3 separate regions of the Gossypium hirsutum genome follow, and all the other regions are linked to region 1. The links are chromatin contacts, called in public Hi-C maps. All regions are on one chromosome and are shown on one strand. Each heading gives the region's core, a stretch centred on a gene start, on an enhancer-like site or on the middle of the called end of the contact. The rest is flanking DNA. Distances are from core to core; before and after follow the strand shown.

Evidence for each region. Hi-C and Micro-C count contacts between places; a contact is called where the count stands out from the background.
Region 2: a contact with region 1 is called in a Hi-C map of leaf, with 2.8 times the contacts expected there. The contact joins the promoter of LOC107896643 here to the promoter of LOC107896646 in region 1. A contact is called at or near these places in 13 of 34 Hi-C or Micro-C datasets (cotyledon, hypocotyl, leaf and 2 more).
Region 3: a Hi-C map of leaf shows a contact between it and region 1, with 2.8 times the contacts expected there. The contact joins the promoter of LOC121208529 here to the promoter of LOC107896646 in region 1. A contact is called at or near these places in 21 of 34 Hi-C or Micro-C datasets (anther, callus, cotyledon and 5 more).

Annotation. Positions count from the first base shown.
Region 1 is chrA10:98,439,650-98,443,698 of Gossypium_hirsutum_v2.1, forward strand. It overlaps LOC107896646 (topless-related protein 2), which reads left to right and starts at 1,709. Exons shown (of 24, transcript XM_016821862.1): 1 at 1,709-2,150; 2 at 2,248-2,427; 3 at 2,543-2,656; 4 at 2,739-2,897; 5 at 2,982-3,153; 6 at 3,258-3,384; 7 at 3,755-3,870; 8 at 3,962-4,049. The coding sequence starts at 2,071.
Region 2 is chrA10:98,603,663-98,607,711 of Gossypium_hirsutum_v2.1, forward strand. LOC107896643 (eukaryotic translation initiation factor 3 subunit J) reads right to left here and starts at 1,689. Exons shown (of 7, transcript XM_016821856.2): 1 at 1,598-1,689; 2 at 1,456-1,500; 3 at 699-820. The coding sequence starts at 1,468.
Region 3 is chrA10:98,579,940-98,583,988 of Gossypium_hirsutum_v2.1, forward strand. LOC121208529 (probable polygalacturonase) reads left to right here and starts at 1,775. Exons shown (of 6, transcript XM_041079396.1): 1 at 1,775-2,276; 2 at 3,106-3,423; 3 at 3,508-3,628; 4 at 3,706-3,880; 5 at 3,976-4,046. The coding sequence starts at 2,265.

The sequences.
Region 1 (4,049 bases), core at 459-2,958:
TTAAACTCCATCTATTTTATATTGATTAGGATAAAGTGTTTCAATCCTACTAGAATATGGCTTTACAAGCCTATAAATAGACATAGTCTATTCCTTTTGTATTTGAATTCAAATTTTTCGACATAGTGAATTTTCTTCTCCTCTGCCCGTGGATTTTTCTCGAAAGGGTTTCCACGTAAAATTTGTGTGTTCTTTATTTTATTTTATTTTATTTTATTTTTCACAATCTTGATGACGTGCTTGATATCAAGTGTTTAAGGTTTCGTTGGACTTCGATTTTCTTTTCTCAAGTTAAAGATATATTTATATTATTTAAATTTCCAATTAAATTAGTATTATAAATTAATTGTACACTAATTTAATTGAAAAATGATTAAAAATGATTAATTGTACAAAGTAAGTTATATTATTATGAGAACTATTTTTAAAGATATTATTATGATTAAAGATATTTGAACCTAAGATACCTTTATTATGAATATTCAACTTTGTCATTTTAAACTTTTTTTATTATTACATAAATTTTTAATCAACATTTTATATAATTTTTACACTCTCATTATAAGTGTGACATACTCTAATATATATAGTTTATTGTAATATAGGTATAGTTTCTTTTGGTAATATAATATAGATATAGTTTATTTTTATCAATACAATATTGGGAGAGAGGATGTCAAGGCTAAAACTCATATCATCTAAGTTATTGATGGAAATTCCAACCACTGCTCTAAATAAGGGTTGACACAATATATAAAACTCTTTAATTGAATTGATGTTATAAATAATGGCAACCAACTCTTTTAAAATAAAAAATAAAAAATTAATAGCACCACCTAAGTATTTTACTAGACAAATAAATTTAAATAAAAAAATATTATCAATTATTTTCAACAATTATGTTCATTTCTCATGTACTATTTTAACAAATTCCACTATTTATCCTAAAACACCATAAATTATTTTTTTCCCTATATATTATAATTTAGTACATTACCATATGAATATATATAATAAAGAAAAGGAAAAAGAATAGTATTAGAAGTAATCAAATAAATTAAAAATAAATATTTAAATTTTATTGTATCATAAATTAAAATTTTATTAATTTTATACAAAATATTTTAATAAGTTTTCAAATTTACCACGATTAACTTATGACATCAAGGGTATATTTAAGTCTTAATTTCCTAGTTTAATTTATTGGAAGCTTCCGATTCTAGAATTTCTGAGGAGATAAATAAAAAAATAGAACCTGACACAATTTAAGTTGTCGAGCAGACTGCAGTGTCAAAGTGTGACACGTGAGTCTTTAACCGACAGTGGAACGGCAGATGGATGTGGTGGACTTTAGTATCTTTTATTTAATCCACTTAATTTCCCATTTTCAGTTCCGTTAGAAACCACGCAAATCCAAAAGTTATCAACTTCTACATCACAACCCACTCAATAACTTTTCCAACAAACCATTAAGTTTCATCCACGTAATCACCTAACCCAGTTCTACAAACTCCCGTTTGCAGACAGCAATAGCTAAAAATCAGTTTAACCCCACGTAATCGTTTCAGGATAGTCATAAGTATTTGAACTTATCAAATCCAGTGATAAGTTGACTTACTTATCAAGTGATAGGTTGTTGTGTATCGCAGATACCCTGCAAAAAATGCATCGAAAAAAGTTAAAAGAACTCAACTTCTCTCTCTTCGTTATCTTTTTCGCTTTTTCAATTTCTTTTTCTTATTGGTTTGGCAGCTTTTTTTTCTTTTACTGTTTTCGTTGAACGCTAAGCATGAAATTGGAACCGCTAACCCTAGAAATCTGTCAAAAGTACGACCGATTCCTCACCTTAAACACCACCACCAGCCGCTAACTTACAAGAGACGCCGTCTTTTCAACCACCTCTTCTTCATCTTCTTCAATTTACCTTTCACTCATCCTCAGACTTCATTTCTCTCGCTTTTGCTCTGTTTATATTTCTTTTGGTCAAAATCAAAAACCTTAGCCCCTAATTTAAATTCTCAATTTCTCGATTGATTAAGTTTTTTTTTTGTTCAAAGTAATTGGGAAGAAATGTCTTCTCTCAGCAGAGAATTAGTGTTTTTGATTCTCCAGTTCCTTGAAGAAGAAAAATTTAAAGAGACCGTTCACAGGTAAGCTCTTAAATTCATTTTTCATATATATGTATATATGTTTGGTATTGTCGTTTTTAATTGGATTTTGTGTCGTTTTTTGTGGTGGAGCTCACAGATTAGAGCAAGAGTCAGGGTTCTTCTTCAACATGAAATACTTCGAAGAGAAAATTCTCGCCGGAGAATGGGACGAAGTTGAGAAATACCTATCTGGGTTCACTAAAGTCGACGATAACCGGTATTCAATGAAGATTTTTTTTGAGATCAGAAAGCAGAAGTATCTAGAAGCTTTGGACCGGTAATCTCTGTTTCCCTTTGTTTTTTTTTTTGCTTAGTTAATGCCAATGAGATTGGGTTTGTTGTAATTACGTATAATAATATATTGTTTTGACATTTTTTTTGTTGTGTTTCAGTAATGATAGAGCTAAAGCTGTTGAGATTTTAGTGAAGGATTTGAAGGTTTTTTCCACATTTAATGAAGAACTTTTTAAGGAAATTACCCACCTTTTAACACTGGGGAACTTTAGGTAATGATTGAAGGTTGGTATTGGATATAAAATTATAGGCAGTTTAAGACTTCCTAAGTTTTTTGTTTGTGATATAATGTAGGGAAAATGAGCAGTTATCAAAGTATGGTGATACTAAATCGGCTCGGAGCATAATGCTGATTGAGCTTAAGAAACTAATAGAAGCAAATCCCTTGTTTCGTGAAAAGCTTGTTTTCCCTACTTTGAAGGCATCACGGTTGCGAACTCTAATTAATCAAAGGTGATTTTTACCCATCGTTACATGAAAATTTGGTCGTATTTATGGTATGGATGATGTTGAATCTGACTGATTGTTTATTTGCAGTTTGAACTGGCAACACCAGCTGTGCAAGAACCCTAAGCCTAATCCAGATATAAAAACCTTGTTCACTGATCACAGTTGTTCACCCCCAAATGGAGCTCGTGCACCTACTCCAGTAACTTTTCCAGTTGCTGCAGTTGCTAAACCTTCAACATATGCTCCAGTAGGAGCACATGTATGATCCTAATGCTTACTATAGTCTTGAATCATGGATATTCCTGATGCATGTATCTAGTACTGAACTTAGAATGCTTTTTGTCTCATGTTATGGCATTGCAGTCTTTTCCACCTAATCCTACTGCTTTAGCTGGCTGGATGGGAAATGTCAATCCTTCCTCATCAGTCCAATCTGCCCTCGCTGTTGCTTCTGCTTCTGCTTCATCCTTGCCTTTTCCTCAAAATCAAGGTAACATTAATGTTTTTATTGTTGTTGACATTTTGGCTGTCAGGTTCATCATGGTAGTCGAATAAACATCTTTAAGGAGCAATACTTTTCAGTTTTCATATATTTCCTTCAGATATTATATTCATTTGAGTAAATTTTTCTGGGACATATATCTATTCTTTGTGCTTTCTGCCCTCTTCGTTTGTCTCCTTGTTAGTGAAACTGTGGGAATGATCTTGATGAAAAGGGAGTTGAGAGACTCCAGGGCTTTGGTCGTATACTCCTTCAAATTGATTTAAGTTTGATTTAAAGAGGGTCATTCTGTTTAGTCTTAAATCTTGGTCTTGTATAATTAGTTCCTTACCTGATCTGATTTTGAATTTTACCGCAGTTTCAGTTCTGAAACATCCGAGAACACCATCAAATACACCTGGAATGGTTGAGTATGGGAGCACTGATCATGAGCACTTAATGAAACGGTTGCGGTCTGCACAATCTATTGACGAGGTAAATCTGTTGTTGATAAGATGCTTCCCACATAGGTTACTACTATGCTCTAACTTATGATATCAATTAATTGGATCCTTAATAAGTCCAGGTCACATATCCTGCTCCTCCTCAACATGCTTCATGGTCACTTGATGACCTACCCAAGTCTGTTGCTTGTACCATTCACCAGGGATCCA
Region 2 (4,049 bases), core at 439-2,938, 160 kb after region 1:
TCCATCACCCCAGGAAATCTTCTATACATAGATCAAGACCTGGGTGGTTCCTTTATGTGAAAATTTTCAACTTTACTTATGTAATTCTTTCAATCTATATATCAGTCCAGCTAGGCTAGCTAGAAGAAACGAAACACAAAGCAACATGATATCAAGGATCTTTGATGGAATGAAACTGACCGTCATCAAGCAATTCAAGGATTCAAGTTCCACAATGTGACAAATCCTATCACTCTACATCATCAATCAGATTACTTGACTGATGCAGACAGGAAAATAATGAGCCACGAGAAGGAATTCTTACAAGATCAAGAAATGATTGATGTTCATCTTAACAAAATTTACAACATCAAATCCAAAATTCAATTTTGGTTGGTAACTTAAGACCAGATCCTACTACAGTATTTATCCTAGTATGTATCCATCCAACTATCCCTGAGATACATTCATGAAAACCAAATTTAGAATATAACTTGTCATTAAAAAGAGCTTATAACTTTCAAAATTACATTAGCAGACCAATACACTAACAATAGACACTAGTAACCAGATCTTCTGGCCTATGGTTAGGTGGTAGAAACTTGATATTTTGCATCATATAGATTTTAAGACAACAGAACTAATGATATTCAGAAAAAAGCTCTAGCAGTAAATACTATTAAACTGACTAATACCTAGTAATAAGGAAGTCATCATACCTGAGGAGGTTCATCTTCATCCTCATCCTCCCATGATTCCTTAACATCAGTATCATCAACATCTTCATCATCCCATTTGCTTTTAGGCAGCTTCTTTGCAGGGATAGGTGGAATCTCATCCTCTACAACAATAACATTCAAAAGTGGGAAAAAAAATGAAAAAGAGGACAAGCAGCAGATCAAAATAAAAAGGACATTGTATGACAGGTTCTTCAGTTAAGGATCTGGAATTACTAAAATATATCATAGTTCTAGTACTAATTAACAACTTGCAGATGAAAGGTATATTGAACTGAAGCTGCTTTAAAGTAGTGTGGAACTCTTTGCACTTTAAACCTCCTAGGTAAGAATGGGCCAACCGTCAGCCAATGGCTTGAGCTCAATTTGAGAACAAGCACTTGTGAATCACTAAAATTAAAGCTCGGTCTAGCTTCCCAACATGTTGCTGGAATCGCTAAGCTTCCGCTTGAAAAAAGAAAACCCACTCAGTTTTCTCTGTAATCTAATCCTTTCCACCATGCAACACCACAACCGATTCCCTAATAAACCCTTACTCAAGGCAGTCAGCTTTGAGAAACCTCAACCCCATAAAAAAACGAAAGAAAAAGCATACAGTAATCAAACTAGTCAAAATAAAGCCTCCGCATGCAAGTTCGTACACAATAAAACATACAAAAGGAAATTCGGACATTAGTTATCAATCAAATTCTTACTAAAAGAATAAACAAGTTATCGAAATTGAGAAAAAAATATTTACCCCAGTCCTCCATTTACTCTTAACTTATCGAATCGAATAACAATCCTGAATACCAGAAATTGAACAAAAAAAAAACTTCAGACAAAAAAAGTTTTGAAAAAAAGAGAAAAGTTGACAATAAATCCATGAGGAAATTACTTGCCTTGATATAATTATAGTAGAAGAGATGCTTTAATCTGGCTGGCTTTGTTTTTTTTTCTCTCAGTTAGAGTTAAGACGCCAAAATACCGACTTAACGAAGATTAATATTTTTAGGGCTTTTATATTTTCCTTTTAAAATATTATTTTTTAAATTGACGGCTTTTAAAGCCCACTAAGATTATCGGCCCACTAATTGGCCCATTCGGGTTAAATCGGGATTACCGGGAAACCCTGTTTATAGATATCTTATCTATAAATTTAAGATTAAGATGTTCATTCCAATGAAAGGGGGATGAGTGATTTCTAACCAATATTCCAAATAAGATTTAATATAATAATATCTTAGTGTTAGTTAAAACCTAAAAAAAGTTTCATATCTTTAATTGATTGAGTACATTTATATTTTACGCCTACACAATAAATTTACTACACAAAGTTTCATATCGATGCTTTTCGTGCTTTAGTCCTTACACAGCCTCCTCTTAAAATTACTTCTCTAAGGCAAAGTCTAGGATATTACTTACTTGTTCTTTAACATCCCGTTTTTTAGTGGTGTCAAAAACAATAGTTTTGAGATCATAACTATGACGTATCAATCCATAAATATTAATTATTTAATATTTATGAGGTCATTAGGGTTTTATTAGATTTTGGTTAAAAAATTTTATTGTTCATATAGTTAATTAATTAAATAGGATTAAATAGTAAAAGAGGTAAAAATTAATCGCTATAGTTTTAAAATAGTAAAGGGACCAAAATGGTGATTAAACCATGGTCAAAAAGTCCAAGCGATGGTGGAATGATTAATCAAATAGCTTTTGGGCTATTTCCTTATTAAGTCCTAATTAGTTCAGGGTTAAATTAGAATTAATTTTGTTTTGCTAAAAATTTAAAATAATTGAAGAACCAATTGTGAAATTAAACCCTCCTTAAATGGTAATTATACCATTAGTTAAGATAGTGGACGGTTTAGGTGAGTTGAAGTTGAAGTTGAAATTTCATTAGAAATTAAAGGTTAATTTAATAAATTGACAAATCAATTAAGTAAAATAAAATATAAAAAAATTAAAAGGTATCATCTCCTCCAACTTACCATCTTTAGCAGAAACACCATAACAAGGGAGAGAACACTTTCGGCCAAGCTAGGGCTCTTTGATTTGGTAGGTAAACCTTCCCCCTTTTTAGTAATTTTCATATTTTTGAGCTCATATTAGCTTAATTTAGCTAATCCAGGGACTAATTGGTAAAATTGTTAAATGTTGTGGATTATATTGATGAGTTTAGTATGTTTTTGAAGTTTTATGGAAGATTATTAAGCTTGATTGTTAAATAGAACTATTTCATAAAGTAACTTTTAATAATTTTAATGTTTAAGGACTAAAATGTTAAAGTAATAAAATTACAAGGACTTAATGTGAGATAACATCAAATATGGGCTGGAGGGAAGTATTAAACAATTCGTCTGAACTTATTTTGTTAGAAATGGTTAAATTATAAGTTTTGGACCTAGGGACTAAATTGCATAAAAGGTAAAATATTGGGGGTAATTTTGTAAAAATGTATAAAAGGACTTATTAGCATAAAATGAGTTAATTTTTCTATTGGTATTGATTAATTGAGTGTAATTATTATTCTAGATCAAGAACGAGTTGAAAATCGAGAAAAATAGAAAGTTGCAGAATAGCCCTTGTACTTTTGTTATTGCTGTAGTTTAGTTTGGTAAGTTTTTTCAATTAATTCTAATACGTTATATATATATGATTAAACTTATTTTGTTGATTGCTGGTTAATGTATTGATATCATATAAAGAGAATTGAATTAATAGATTGTTAAAGTACTGATTACTGTTGATATCTCCTGAGCCAAATGAACGTAAGATAGAGTATGATTGGCATGCCAATAGGTTTTTTACGTGTGGTACGAGATCAATTTGAGGGGTGATGATGATTCATGTATATCTCTTGTTCACTCAATATATCGAGCCCCTGCATTCGTTATGGACTATCGTGTTATATTATAGTGTTTTCCGGTGTGTTACTGGAGGCGGACTGCAACGCCCCCGTACCTGAGACCATCGCCAGAGTCGAGCATGAGGTGTTAACAAACTTAATTCATTAATTAAATAGCTCAAACAATTTATTTTTAAAATTTCCAGACAAGCTGGCTAACTGCGTCACAGTCGCATAAAAATTCATATCTCGAGTTCCAAAACTCGAAATTAAGATCCGTAAATTTTTCCTGAAACTAGACTCATATATCTATCTATTAATTTTTTTTCTAGAATTTTTGGTTGTGCCAATTAGTACAGTTTATTAGTTAAATTCTCCCCTATTTCAGGGTTCAGCTACTCTGACCCCTGTGCACTACGAATCAAATTTATTTCTGTACAAAAATCCAATGACTATGCCGTTTGTTTCACTTAAAAATAGACTAAATAAGGAGTCCATAAATA
Region 3 (4,049 bases), core at 525-3,024, 140 kb after region 1:
ATCTTATACGAAGATAATGCAGCATGTATAGCTTAATTAAAGGGTGGTTACATCAAAGGTGATAGAATGAAACATATTTCACCAAAATTATTCTTCACTCATGATCTTGAGAAGAGAAGTGACATAGAAGTTCAACAAATTTGTTCTAGTGATAATTTAGCAGATTTTTTTACCAAGGCATTGCCAACTTCAACATTTGAAAGACTACGAAACAAGATTAGAATGCGTCGACTCAAAGATATAATGTGATGTTGCCATTAGGGGGAGTCTAAGACACGTTGTACTCTTTTCCTTTAACCAATGTTTTGTTCCAATGAGTTTTCGTAATAAAAGTTTTAATGAGGCACATTTTTATTTAAAAGACATTCTAAGGGAAGTGTTGTAAATACATTAAATCGATGTCTATAACCCCTTTAAACATATTAAAGTAATGAGATAAAACTCTTTACTTCATCTATAATCATTAAATGGAGTAATTAAGAAGACTTAATTTATTGAATGTAATACATTTACTAATTGAATGTAGAGGGGCTTATAAATAACACATTGTAAATGAAAATTAAACAATAAAAAATTCTTTCATATTTTTCATCAACTTTTTATTTATTATTATTGTTTTATTAATTTTTTAATAATAAATAAATAAAATGATTTTTTTTATAAAATTGAACGTGGAATAGCTCATTATGCCTTTTATTAATTGAAAAAAAAAACCATTGGGAATACGTGTGATGATGTTGAAGAGATGTCCCAATCACGGTGGGTAGTTAGACTCTCCTCCTTATCCATCCTTCCACCAATCACCAAACAAATCCTACATTTAATGAGCTTCACGAACTTACACTCTCATAAATTTTGATACTTCTCTATGCGCCCTAAACCAGAAAAATCCCATTCCTGCTTATGAAAGATGTATCTACACCTTCCTATATCATGTTCCCACTTTGTCACCTTCTTAGAATATCATTTAAGAGATATTACCCAACCATTAATCATTTTAGTCATTCCCCAGGTATATTTTATACAGTCAAATAGAAATATAAAACATGGTTTCTTATTCATAGAAGGAACATATATGCCATTTTTCTTAATCACCAATTCTCATATTGACAGAGCAGAAGTTGAATATAATATAGCAAACTGACCATATATTTTGCCTTTTTCTTTCTTTGGTGGGCTAATTTTAATTCATTATTATTTATTAAGTAGACTAAAAGCCATATACTAATTTCCAGAATTTCATTAAAATTTCAAAGAAAACTTCAATACCACCTAAAAGATTCCATTTTCCCAATTATTCTTCACCACTTTCCCAAACTAAAAACCTGAACTATTATTTTAAAAAATAAAATCATCTTTTTCTTTTCGTTTGGTATAAATGAAAGCTGCCACATTGTCAGTGTTACTCTAATTGGCAAAAACTGGACCCGAAATCACAGCATGACTGACGCTCAAAAAATGGGAGTTTTTAAGTTTTTAGAAAAAAAAAATTTTCTTTAATGGGTTGTGTTGTGGTGTGGTATGTTCTGTCAAGTGATTGAGTCCAGGCTAGCATTTTCGCCATGATTGAACATGGGACCTACTTTACCCCTCTCTACCCTGTCAACCCACATGCGGTCTCAATGCCCCATGTATTCTCTCACCTTATGTTGCACACATTTTCCATCCTACCCCTCTGACGTGTCGATCTGGGTCATTATCTCCCCCAACATACTGACAAAACCCACCTCTTAACTTTAACTTATGTCTCGAAATAAATCTCAAAATCTACCCAATCACTTCCCACTTTTGTTATGTTTTCCTCCTAATACTATTCTTAACAAATGCAAGAAATCACAGCACAACACCTGTGTTACTGTATGGTTCACTGGAGTGAGAGGGGTCATATCAAACAAAATTGTCGGCGAGAGACGTTATTAATCATATTTTTAGTGGCATTTATGCTAATTTATTACAATTATTCTCTTGGTTACACTGCTCAAATGCATGGAAATTGAAAAAAAAAAAACCAAAGCTGTCATATATATATTACTTGAAACCGTTTTCTGAGTCCAAATAAAAGAAAAATACTAAAATTTTGGTGTCTTTTATATATGATTAATGCTCATAATAATTCATATGCTTACAGAAAGCTGCCTGTTTTTGCGGTGCTTCTTTTTCTTCTATTTTTGTTTTATTTCTACCGTTTGTTTGAACCGTATCAGCTTTTCTTCTTCTTCACTGCTTTGTATCTCTCAGCTCAGTTTAACTGAGTCCGTTGACATATGAAGATGCCAGTAAGTACGTTTCTTTTTACTGAGATTTGTTTTCTTTTCTTTGGATTGAAAATCTGAAAGATTTGAAGATTTGTTGAAGATTAATAAAACTGACAACTTTTCTGGGATTTTTCCTAAGTGGATATGGTGGTAAATGATAATACAACTTAAACATATTCAATAGTTTTCTGATGATAGTGAAGCTTTCATTTTTACTTGTTGTTTTGTGTTCTGTTGTTGAAGTTGTGGAATTTTAGTTGATATTACAACCCTTTTGTTACCAGACTTTTGGTTTGATTGGAATCTGAAACTTTTTAACTTCTCCATCTTCCTTGGTTTTGGAGTTATAAGATCATTCTTTTAACATTGAAACGGTTCAATAGTTTTTTTTTTGCTGCAATTTATGTGTTTGCTTTAATGCCTCTTTGTAATTCCTTTATTTCAGTTTCCTAGTCATTTGACTCCTCAATAAACTAGATTTGATTTGGACAATCACCCATCCTTAATTCATCATATTTGATATAATATGTCCAAAGTTTGCATTTTTCTTTGTTTAGACAAACTGACTAGATGTTTCCTCTTTTTGGCCTTACAGCATTACAAGGCATAGCTACCTTTTGTTGCTACCATTTGTATCCTTTTTGACATGTTTATACTTAGTTTTGATACTGTTTGCTACTCATAAATTTTGTTATGTACTCGAGCTTTTTTAAGCTATTAAGGGTTTTGTTCTCTTTGTTCTTGTCTTGTATCCTTGATGTGAAAATTCCCCCTTTTTAACTGCATATTCCTCTCTTCTTTCTAAATCAGTTATCTCCATTAGTGTCTGAATTTTAACATTGTGCCTCAGGTGGCATTGCTGTTGCTGCTGGCATTGTGCAATGCAATCAAAATCCATGGAGAAGAAAGCAATGGGCTGTGTGATGTTAATCTAACATTGCGCTCAAGACCACATAGTGTATCCATATTGGAATTTGGTGCTGTTGGAGATGGCAAAACCTTGAATACCATTGCCTTCCAAAATGCCATTTTCTATCTTAAGTCTTTTGCTGACAAAGGTGGTGCACAACTTTATGTGCCGCCGGGAAGATGGCTTACCGGAAGTTTCAATCTTACAAGCCATCTCACTCTCTTCTTGGAAAAAGGTGCAGTGATTCTTGGATCTCAGGTATTTTTGTTTTCCATCTTATTTTAACGTATGATTCTCCAATAGAAACCAACTTATTACTAAGAACCATTTTTGGCCCTGAAGGATCCATCTCATTGGGACATTGTTGAACCTTTACCATCTTATGGCCCAGGAACTGAACTTCCTGGAAAGAGATATCGGAGTTTGGTAAATGGGTATATGTTGCGTGATGTCGTAATAACCGGTACGATTTTCTCTTAACTGTGTTCATTAGAATCTTGGTTGAGTCGCAGATGAACTCACACTTGCTTGTTGCACTAGGTGATAATGGAACTATAGATGGACAGGGCTCAGTTTGGTGGGAATGGTTCACGTCTCATTCTTTAAACTACAGCTGCCCTCACCTTGTGGAATTTGTGTCTTCTGAATCTATACTTGTTTCGAACATTACTTTCCTTAACGCACCTGCATATAACATTCATCCAGTCTATTGCAGGTTAGTTTGAATACCTTTCTGATTGCTTTAGAACTTCTATTTGATCCGTTGCCCATTCAAGAAAGTTAAAATTTATCTACTCGGATGTTATGCAGCCATGTGCACATTCATCACATAACGGTCTATGCTTCGCCAGGATCACCATATACTGTTGGTATAGTCCCAGGTT